2 separate regions of the Rattus norvegicus genome follow, and region 1 is linked to region 2. The links are chromatin contacts, called in public Hi-C maps. All regions are on one chromosome and are shown on one strand. Each heading gives the region's core, a stretch centred on a gene start, on an enhancer-like site or on the middle of the called end of the contact. The rest is flanking DNA. Distances are from core to core; before and after follow the strand shown. Region 1 has its middle 22 kb from the start of Dusp5. Region 2 has its middle 33 kb from the start of Smndc1.

Region 1 (5,508 bases), core at 52-2,551, 82 kb after region 2:
TCGGCTGGTCTCAGTCCAGGATGAGCAGAGTTCAAGTCCCAGACACGTCAACAACTAGACAGGAAGTTAGGCCCCTTGGCCCACCAAGCCCTTGAGTTAGTTGGCATAGCCCTCAGGTCCCTTCTAATTGAGCCAATCTCAGTTGCCCACTGTATTCTAATACACCTCTCTTGCCTACCACTAAAGAGGGCAAACCCCGCTTCTTGTCCAGACGGTTCCCAAAGACGTTCCTCTCCTTAACTGTATATAGCAGGAGAGAGGGTGTGCTTCTGTTCCCATTTATGTCCCTGCTCTGATTCCAGGAGACCTCGGAAGCTGGTAAAGAACTCTTACCTAGAGCAAGGCACACGATGGGCCCTTGACCCCATAGGACTAATGTCCTTACTTTTAAAAAAAGAGAAACTGCTGGACTAGTATGCTGGCTCAGTGGGCAAAGCTGCTTGCTTCCAAAACAGAAGACCTGAATTCCATCCATGGAACCTGCATTGTGGACGGAGAGAACCGACCATACCAGGTTGTCCTCTGACCTCCACACACAGGCTACCCCTGCATGTATATCCTCTCTGCACACACTAGACAGACAGGCAGGCGGACGGATGGACAGATGGACAGGTGGACGGACAGATGGGCAGATGGACAGACGATGGACTGACACAGACATACATGCATACAGACAGACAGACAGACAGACAGACAGATGTAGTAAAAAGAAAAGGAGTTGCTGAGGGATAACGGAAGCGGAGGTTTGGCGTGACTAGATTTCCAAGCAAGGAAACACGAATTTCTGGCAGCTACCAGAAATCAATGTCGTGCGGTGAAACTCTTCCTGGGCCTTCCAAAGGAACCCAAGATGCCCCTTGGTTTAAAGGCTGGCCTTCAGAATTGGGAGATTATTTCTATGCCACCTAACTTGTGGCAGATTGATACTGTAGTATGCCACAGAAAGTCCCCTGAGCGGCCGGGTCCCAGCCACTGAAAAGGCTGGGCCTCTTTGGGTCGGAGTTCCTACTGTGTCCTGTGATCCATGCTCCTTGGAGACTGTGCTCACTCAGGTGTGCAGGCAGCTCTCAGCCAGAAAGACTTCCCCTCGTGAGTAGCCAAATCAAACATGCGCCCCTCCAAGCCCTCGAGCCACTTGCCACTTGGCAGTAAGAGGGCGTCAGCCCAGTTCCTGGCTGGCAGCAATGACAGGCGCCCATCTGCTCCGGAAGAGCGTGGCCTGGATAAACAGAGCTAGGTTCTGCCTCCCACAGACGACCCAGCCTGGCGGGCGGAAGCTCCGGGGCTAGGGCTGCAGGCTCCGTGTTCTTTCCATTACTTTCCACTCTAATCCCCAGCCAGGCTGGTGGCTGAAGCAGTGACGAGCTTCCTTGGTAGAGGCGTGGAACAGGGGAAGGGAGGAGGGGGCTGTAGTTGGACTGGGCATACCTCCCAGGTCACCTCTTTGAATCCCTGCTGGGTCCAAGGCCACTGCTCCCTCCATCTGCCTCCCGTAACCCCGCGCGGACCCCCACCCCCACCCCATGCCCTCGTAGAGCCATCTGTCACTCTCACCCTCTGGCAGGCGCTGTGGTCTTATGACTCAGCACCCAGCCTGAGCTGTTCTGTGGTCACTCTGGAACAGCACGGGAGGGAAGGCTGGGAAGGGGCTTGAGCTGGGAGTGGGCCAAGGGAGAAGGCACCTGCAGACCCCAGATGGCCTTCGCCAGAACACCAGGCCCTGACAGTACTGCCTTCGTCCAGTTCTAAAGTCGATCAGCTCTGCGACAGAGGTGTAGCCTCAAATGACAGAGCATAATGAAGTACACCCGGTTCTTACCTCTCTAACCCAGCCAGCCTCTGCCAGGCCCAGCCTCCAGCCTAGATGGCGTGTTTCTCCCTTCCTTCCATTCCCGTTCCTTCCTGGGTCTGGTTCAGCTCCTGGGGTTTACTCACCCGCTTTTTTGGAGGGAGTGGGGGAAAGGCTCACTGTGTTAGCTCTGGCTGGCCTCCAACTTACAGAGAGATCTGCTTGCCTCTGCCTACCAAGGGCTGGGGTTAAAGGTGTACACCGAAACATCCGGAACACCCACACATGTTTTGAGTAGGTCATAGGGACTCCACATGGCCTCTCTGCAGATTCTAGGGAGAAGCTTCGCCGCCACTGCCGCCGCCACCGCCATGGCCACCACCACCACCACCACCACCATCACCACCGTCAATACCACCACCCCAGTGGCAGAGCAGGAGTCTGGTCCCCCAACCTGGCATCCTGGGGAAGTGGCTCTAAGTCTGTCCTGAGTCAGATGCATCCTGTGCCTGTTGCTTTCTCCCAGGGTGTTTGGCTTTCCAGGAAAATCCCGCAGGCTGGGATTGTCCTCCAACAGGGAAGCTGGGAGTTGAGGGTAGGCCCAAGACCCAGGATGAGGACAGTCCGTGCCAAGCAGGGCTCCATTCAGTTCCTGCTAAGTCCTTCTCTAGAGCCAAGTCCTCACAAGTCGGTAGAGACCCAGTCATGCCACAGCCTGGCTAACAGTGCAGTTTGTGATCTGGCCTGGTTCTCTCCCTTCCTGGGTGGTCTTTATAGGGTCCTCCTAGATTCCGTCACAGACCTTAGTGGTCCTATTTCCTCCTAACCCCATTGTCCCCAAACCAACCACGACATCATTTCTTCTTCATGTAACTTTATTTCTGGTAACCGCAAGGAAGCAAGGCAGAGATAACCAAAGTAATAAATCCTGGGAAGGTCGTAGAAGCCTCAAAACTTGTGGTGCAAAAATCGCACTATGCATCTGAGCCCTGGAGCTGACAGTGAGACCTCGGCAGGATTCCTTCCTGTACCCAGGTTTCCTCGACCAGAAGAACGTGCCAAGAGTAGTTGCCCAAGCTGGCACACACCTATAGCCTCAGCTAGTTGGGAAGATAAGGGGAGAGATTGCTTGAGCCCAAGAGTTCAAGACCATCTTGGTAACATAGCTAGACCTTGTCACAGGCATGGAGTAGGGGGAGGTGGGGGCATGGAATTAGCCTGAGGGGTTGTATTGGAAGATAAATAAGGCAGAGAATGCTGCCTGAGGTAGTCTGGACACAGCCCATTCAGCCCCTCTATGCTGTGATCCTGGTAAGAATCCACTTATGTTCTCTGGGTGCACACGGTGAGCTTGGGCACAGCGGTGACGATTCCGCCTGTCACAGCCTCCCCGATGTCCATCTTCTCTGGTCCAGTCTTATGTCTTCTCTTAGAGACAGGTCATTTCTCCCCAAAACATTCCTTCCCCTCCCCTCTGTCTCTCCCCTCCTGTTGGTTTCTCCCCTCCCCCTTCCCAGGCACTAGCTATTTTCCTGGCCAACCCTCTCTCTAGGGAGAGTCTCTCCCAGGAACTCGAGTTGCTTCCCAGAACAGGAAGGTGGGCAGGAGACGGCCCCCGCTGGATGTGCTTCTGCACAACTTTGGAACAACAGACTTATAGCAAAGTTGCTATTGCTACCCACAGCCTGCCCTGCTCCCAGCTGCAGAACTCAAGGCTTCTGCATACAAGTAAACAAGAGAGAGTCTGCCAGCCTGGAGCACCTGTGAGTGCTCCACACGGTTACCACTCCCAGCAGTGGCATCCCTCTCCAGACACAGGTCTGGGCACAGGAGAGATTAACATCAGCAATGCCCCCGTGCCTCCAGCATTGATGGTCTATGGGAAACAATCAGAACCCAAGTCAGTCAAGCAACTATTGAAGCTGACAGCTACCATGAAGAAAATAAGTCTGGGTAGGGGGGCGGGGCAGAGTGGCAGCTGGATTTAGGGGAGGGGCATCCTCTGTGCCAGTGTAGCCAGGGAGGTCTCTCTGAAAAGGTGACATTTGACTGGGAACTGGTGAGGTACAATTATGAGAAGAACCAGGAAGAGGCATTCCGACTACTGAGAACAAGGAATGCAGAGACCCGGGGGCAGGAACAGGGAAAAGGTGGTTGGAGCAGAGAAGTGATAGGCAGTGGGGAGTGATAACAGAGAAGAGGATCAGGGCCGCCATGCATCTTTGTCATGGTGCTGAGTTTGTGTTTTATTCTAAAAGCAATGATCTACAAGGTAAACTTAACTTTCCTTTTCCTTCCTTCCCTCCTTCCTTTTTTTCTTCCTTCCTTCTTTATTTTCCTTCTTTCCTTTTTTCCTTCCTCCCTCCCTCCCTTCTCCCTCCCTCCTTCCCCCACCTCCTCCCTCCCCCACCTCCTCCCTCCCCCACTTCCTCCCTCCTTCCTTCCTTCCTTCCTCCCTTCCTTCCTTCCGTCCTTTCAAATAGTTGCTCACGCAGCCCAGGTTGTCTTCTGACTCCCTAAGTGACCGAAGATGACTTAGATTCCTGATCCTTCTGTCTCACCTCCCAAGCAAGTCCTGGTATTACAGTTATCCCCCACCTGAATTGCCTTTCTCATGTAGCCCAGGCTAGCCTTAGACCTGAAGATGACCCTGCCTCCATCTCTCCAGCATAGGATCCTAGGTAGATGCTCTTATGCCCAGCTTGGTCAGGAACTAAGCACTGAACCTTACTGTTTACTACTTAGCTAGTTCACCCTGACAGCTGTACAAAGGATGGACAGAAGGGGACAAACGTTTGTCAGGTTGCTCCTGTGACCTGGCTACTATACTGTCTGTGGAGAAGGAGGAAGGCAAAGGCAGAGATGGTGTGTGAAAACACCTCAGACCCAGCATGGGCCTGAAGAGACAGTCAACACGCTTGGGAGTCTGAAGAGGGCTGCTGGAGGCCACATGTGGCCATAACAGGGTTTGGGTGACTGGTTTCCCTTGCCTTAAAGCCACATGGAACTTTTGGAGGCACACTCACAGGCAAGATCTGTGGACACACATCCTTCTTTGGTTCCCAAAAGTGTGTGGCTGATTTCCATTCTTTACAGGTCACGGACAGAGCCGATATCTGTATCACACGAATGTTCTAGAAATACACAGGGAGTGGTCAGGACAGAAATAACTTATCTGCTCCCCCTCCATTTTTAAAAATATTGGTTTGTTTGTGAGACAGATTTTCCACAACATAGCACAAGCTGGCCTTGAACTCTCTATCCTCAGTCCTCTGCCTCATGGGTGTTGATATTACAGGCATACTCTAGCCCACCCGGCCTGCTTACTCCCTTTTTCTATTTCTAAATTTTGTTAACACTGCATATATCCGCGTGATAAACATTAGTGTACTAGGGCACACCATTTAAAACCCTCTCTCCACCTCTGTGTCGTCCACCCCCACCCCGCACCCACCCTCCCAGAAAACAATCTCTGCTCTCTGCTTGGTTTTTAGTTGGGTCCAGAAATAGTCTATGTTTTAAAGGAGCATTTCGTAGTAATGTGTCATGAGTTTCTCACTGTTAACACCTATGCCTGACACACAACACACACACACACACACACACACACACACACACACACACACCATGCATATATGTTCCCTAAAAAAAAAAAAAAAAAAAAATCACTTGCCATCAATCCACAATTATCTAGCAGATCACTCCAGAGAGCTATGCTC
Region 2 (5,139 bases), core at 682-3,181:
TGTGTGTTTCCTCTTAGAGGAAGTGAGCACTCAGACCCATAGGTAAGCTTTACGGCAGAAGAAAATGTTATGGTAAAGAACGGATGGAGACAATGTCTGTCAGAGGAATTACCACAGGTCAGGAGTGGGCACACTATGGCCTGCTGGATAAACATGGCCTGCTTTCTGTTTTTGTCAATAAAGTTTTATTAGCACACAGCCTCCTTCATCATTTCCATACCGTCTGAGGCTACTTCCACACTCCAACAGGAGAGCTGAGTAGTCATGGTGGAAATTGAGACCGGTAAGAGCTGAAGTGCTTCACGTTTGACACTCTCCACCAGATGGCTCCACTGGGGTCCAAAGACTGAATGTCTTAAAATTGGGACTGACTTCATGTCAGGCAGTTCACAACTACCTCTAACTCCAGCTCCAGGAAAACTCAACATCTCTGTTCTCCACAGTCACACACAAATGCATATGTGCACATACCCGCACATACATACACATAATTAAAAAGAATAAAAACAGGTGCTGGAGAAATGTTTCAGTTGCTATGGGCACTTGGGATTCCTCTAGAGAACCCAAGATCGGACTGGGGAGATGGCTCAGCGGTTAAGAGCACTGACTGCTCTTCCAGGGGTCCTGAGTTCAATTCCCAGCAACCACATGGTGGCTCACAACCATCTGTAATGCTGATTCAATGTCCTCTTCTTGAGTGTCTGAAGACAGTGACAGTGCATTCATATACATGAAATAAATAAATAAATCTTTTTAAAAAAGGAGAAGCCAAGTTCACACTTACATGGCTCCTCCTAACTGCCTGTCTAGACTCCTTGAACACTGCACACACATGTAGTGCACACACTATATAGGTAAAACACTCATTCACATGTATGTATACATATATGTACACAATATTATATATGTATTATATATAATTTTTTTAAGTTGGGGGTCTTCCACAGGGAGAGCAGGGAAAGAGTAGAGGGATGTCTCCCACCAAGTACAAGTTGGGCAGACTGCCACTCACTGGGTAAGTAGACCTCTGAGCACAGCTGTCTTAGAACTCACTATGTAGACCAGGCTGGCCTCAAACTCACAGAGATCCATTTACTTCTGTCTCCCAAGTACTGGGATTAAGTGTGTGCTGTGACACCCTGCCACAAAAATAAATTTTATAAAAATAAAATAAAAATATTTTCCTTTCTTTCATTTTTTTTCTTTTTCTTCTTCCTCTTCCTCCCTCTCTCCCTCCCTCTCTCTCTCTCTCTCTCTCTCTCTCTCTCTCTCTCTCTGAAAACTAAAGAAAAGGAATCACAGTTCCTAGTTACAGTTAGTAAGGGACTCTTCAGAGTGACATTTAGTGTTCATAATAGCAGATTTGTACCATGCTTATGGTGTGCTAGCCAACATTTTAGATGCTTTACGCATAAGATTAGTTATTACTAAGTTCTCATGTTACTCATGAGGAAACTAGGGATAACAAGAGATCAAGTACTAGAGTTCACAGAACTAGTGTATAGTAGTCAGAGGCAGATTGCCTACTGGGTTGCGTAAGCACCCCCCCCCCGCCCCCGAACCCCCCCTCTAAGTCTCTCTCACCTTTAGGAATCCTAGGTATTCAGTGGTTCCCCCACCCCCAGCCCAAGGTATGGAGTCATGCTGGATGGAGCCCAGTGTGGAATGCTGTAACAAAGAACCAACTGTTTTTTTTTACTTACGAATTGCATTTTCGTCACAGCAAGCAACACATGCGTGTGTGACACCTGCCACTCACCTAGGAACACAACTATTTACAGGGTGCTGACTCTCTTTTGATGCACTGGCCTCTGGAGGAGGAGAGCAATGACAGAGCAAAACCTCTTCCGGAGCACAAAGTGCTCAAGCCACGGTGCAGTGATCTAAGTCAGAGTCACCATCTGAGTAAGGTGGGAGGGGATGTTGTGGGCCCCTATCACGACGCTCAGAGACTACTCAGCCAGGCCGTGAGGGACCGCTCAAGTCTGCCCAGGCTGTAGGACTCTGCTGAAAAGCCTCTTGCGATTAAGTAGAGAGACTGGGACAGAGACAAGGCACGCCCCACACCCATTAGCACCAATCAGCTACCTTCAACTTCCTGAATATCCTACCAGTACATTTCTCATCCTCCCGCGAAGGCGACTGGTGCCAGAAAATTAAAGACTTGGCGGCTGCAAAGAGGCAAAAGAATTTCGTGCTCTTCTTTTCACCTGAGGTGGGCGGGAGGAAGGAAGCGGAGCGTACTGAGGAGGAATCAGGCAGTATCTAAGAGCAGACACCTACCTACGGAACTGAACTCACTTGCCCCCTGCACTTGCTGTTTCCTGATGTTCATGGTCAGACTACGCCTGCTGCTGCTGGGGAAAGGAGAGAAGCTGACTGCTAAGGGCAGGCTGGTCCCCAGCTGTGGGTATCAGGGCTCCCCAACAACCCCAACCCCCGCAGGAGCCTCGGAGGAGAAAACGGGTTGTACCTCACTGTTTTCTTTGTTGGCATAAGTCTTTCACCCCACCTCTACCATCCCAACACTGAGAGAAATAAGAGGAAGGATGAAGAATTTGGTCAGGGTTCCTTCCTTGTGTGAGAGAGTTATACACAGCTGCAGCCGTGAAGTTGTGGGCGTCAGGTTTAAAAAAAAAAAGAATATATTCCACTTCAAACTAAATGGGGGGAAAATCATGTGAATACTAGACTGCTCTCTGCGAAGCGCCATTATTTGCAGGCAAACCCAGAAGGCAGAAGGACCTGTTCGAGTTCCTTAATCCTGCTTTGGTACCTGCAACCCTCTGGGGAAACCTATGCTTATAACCTTGACTGACAATCCCTCAACCCTTAGGGGGCAGGCTAGCTGGGATCGGAAGTGGGGACAAGGTGCCCTCACAGATCCAATAGGCTGTTAAAGAACGGCAGAAGACCTAGAACTCCAGAGAGTCCACTTTGGATGTGTGCCTTTGCTGGATGGAACCTCAGCTTTGAGGGACTGGACACCACTCACCATTCCTCCGTGACCTAGAAGTTGAAGCAAACACCCAGCTACATTCAGGCCTGTCTAAGATTTCAAAATGAAGGGGTTGGGGATTTAGCTCAGTGGTAGAGCGCTTGCCTAGAAGCGCAAGGCCCTGGGTTCAGTCCCCAGCTCCGAAAAAAAAGAAAAAAGAAAAAAAAAGATTTCAGAAATGAGGGACAGAGGGCATTTATTTCAGGAGCCAAAGTCCAAAGTCACATGTCTCAGCTTTAACTACCAAGTTGACACAGCCAAGAGTCACCCAAGAAGGCAGTCTCAGTTGAGAGATTGCCCAGATCAGATTGGCTGGTAGTCATCTCTATGGGGGGGAATGATCTCAATTGTTAATTGATAAAGAAGGACCCAGCCCACTGTGGGTGGCGTCATTCCCTGTGTAGGGAATAAGAAAGTTTAGTTAAGAATAAGCCAGCAAGGGGCTGGGGATTTAGCTCAGTGGTAGAGCGCTTGCCTAGGAAGCACAAGGCCCTGGGTTCGGTCCCCAGCTCCGAAAAAAAGAACAAAAAAAAAAAAAAAAAAAAAAAAAAAAAGAATAAGCCAGCAAGCAGCATTCCCCCATGGTTTCTGGTTCAAGCTCCTGGTTGAGTTCCTGCCTTGACTCCCTTCCATGGTGAACGCTGACCCGGAAGTGTAAGCCAAGCAGACCCTTCCCTCCTTGAAACTGCTTTTAGTCAGTGTTTTATCATAGCAACAGTTAGGAAACCGGAACACTACTCCATGCCGTTATTTATTTACATTAATGAGCGACTGCAGAGAGCCCCACATGTCAGGCACAGACACCAAGGATCCAGGCCCTGCTCACGCTGAGCCTCACATCTGATCGGGCACACAGATCTGAAACCGATATACACAAAACTGAAATCACTTTGCTGTGACAGAAGAGGGCCAGGTGCCAAGGGTGAGGTGCCAGAAGCTGAGCTGGTGGCTAAGAGGAAGTAGGCAAATCTGGGGGAAGGAGGGTGGTGGGTTTGAGGAGGGGAAGGAGTTTCCACGCACCTGCAGACTGCGCAGCGTGGGGGCGCTGAGGCTGCATCGACCTCGAGGCTGCCCCAGAGAGAAGGAGAGAGCACAGGACTCAGGTTGTACTCGTTCAGATAGATCTCTCCTGGGACTTCCCCAGGGCTACGTTTCTTTTTCTGCAGCGAGGCTCCTTACCTCCTCCCCCACACACTCTCGTTTCTTAATGTGTTTGTGCACACAGGGGCATTCCTGTTTCCTGTCTGTGCGTTTCCATGCCGTCGTCGCTGCCCTACGCACTGCACTGAGCAAAAATGCAGGTCTGAAGAAGAGAATGAGACACAAGAAAGACCTTCTGAGGGGATAGGGTCTAATTTAGGATATCCTTCCTCAGAGACCCCTCCTGGTGCTAAAGGCAGAGCAGCCCCCATGGAAAAGGGGAGGAACTGAGGTTCAAGCCCATTCTGATTATTCCATTCCAGCCTGCTAGGTCACCGTGAGCAAGTAACACGTGCACATGCACACACACACACACACACGCACGCACGCACGCACGCACGCACACATACATGTGTTGCTTCATATGTGGCACAAGAGGGATGTACTGCTTAAGACTTCATACCTGGGACCCGCAGGTGTGCTTTAGAGGGCTTAAGAACCCCTCCAAGTGTATATGAAACTTACAGAAAGGGGCTTGGGGTGTCATTCAATTCCCAGAAAGAGTTAGGGCGACATTCACAAGCCCACAATGTTCAGTTCTCCGATAATGGGGTCCCAGGTGCATTTACTGAAGATATATAAGCATTGGGACCTCAGACAGCACAGAAGGGTGGGGACCCTGGGGAAGGGAGGTCAGCTACAAACTGGAAGGCATCCTTCGTTTGTGGTAAGGTGACTCCCAGGTGACAGTGATTTGCTGCTTCCCTTCCCCCACCAATACATATTTGTTTTAACTTCATTTTGTTTCATAGTCTGGAATCCTTTTTTTTCCCCCCGGAGCTGGGGACCAAACCCAGGGCCTTGCGCTTCCTAGGCAAGCGCTCTACCGCTGAGCTAAATCCCCAGCCCCTCCTATCTTTTTCTCTTTTTCCTTTCATGTGGATTTCAGAGATGCAGGAGGAAATGACCTGAATGAGTGGTTGAGGCCGGTGGGACAATGG

Evidence for each region. A called contact is a pair of places that touch in the nucleus more often than the background predicts.
Region 1: a contact with region 2 is called in a Hi-C map of liver, with 1.9 times the contacts expected there. The contact joins two enhancer-like sites. A contact is called at or near these places in 2 of 12 Hi-C or Micro-C datasets (kidney and liver).

Annotation. Positions count from the first base shown.
Region 1 is chr1:262,518,925-262,524,432 of GRCr8, forward strand. No RefSeq gene overlaps it. Among named protein-coding and RNA genes, the nearest start is that of Dusp5, 22 kb to the right of the region's middle. Within about 2 kb of position 1,302, at least 19 of the 93 cell types and tissues checked have an H3K27ac peak or open chromatin away from gene starts, as enhancers often do. A contact at or near this core is called in liver, where this site is marked.
Region 2 is chr1:262,436,665-262,441,803 of GRCr8, forward strand. No RefSeq gene overlaps it. Among named protein-coding and RNA genes, the nearest start is that of Smndc1, 33 kb to the left of the region's middle. Within about 2 kb of position 1,932, at least 27 of the 93 cell types and tissues checked have an H3K27ac peak or open chromatin away from gene starts, as enhancers often do. A contact at or near this core is called in liver, where this site is marked.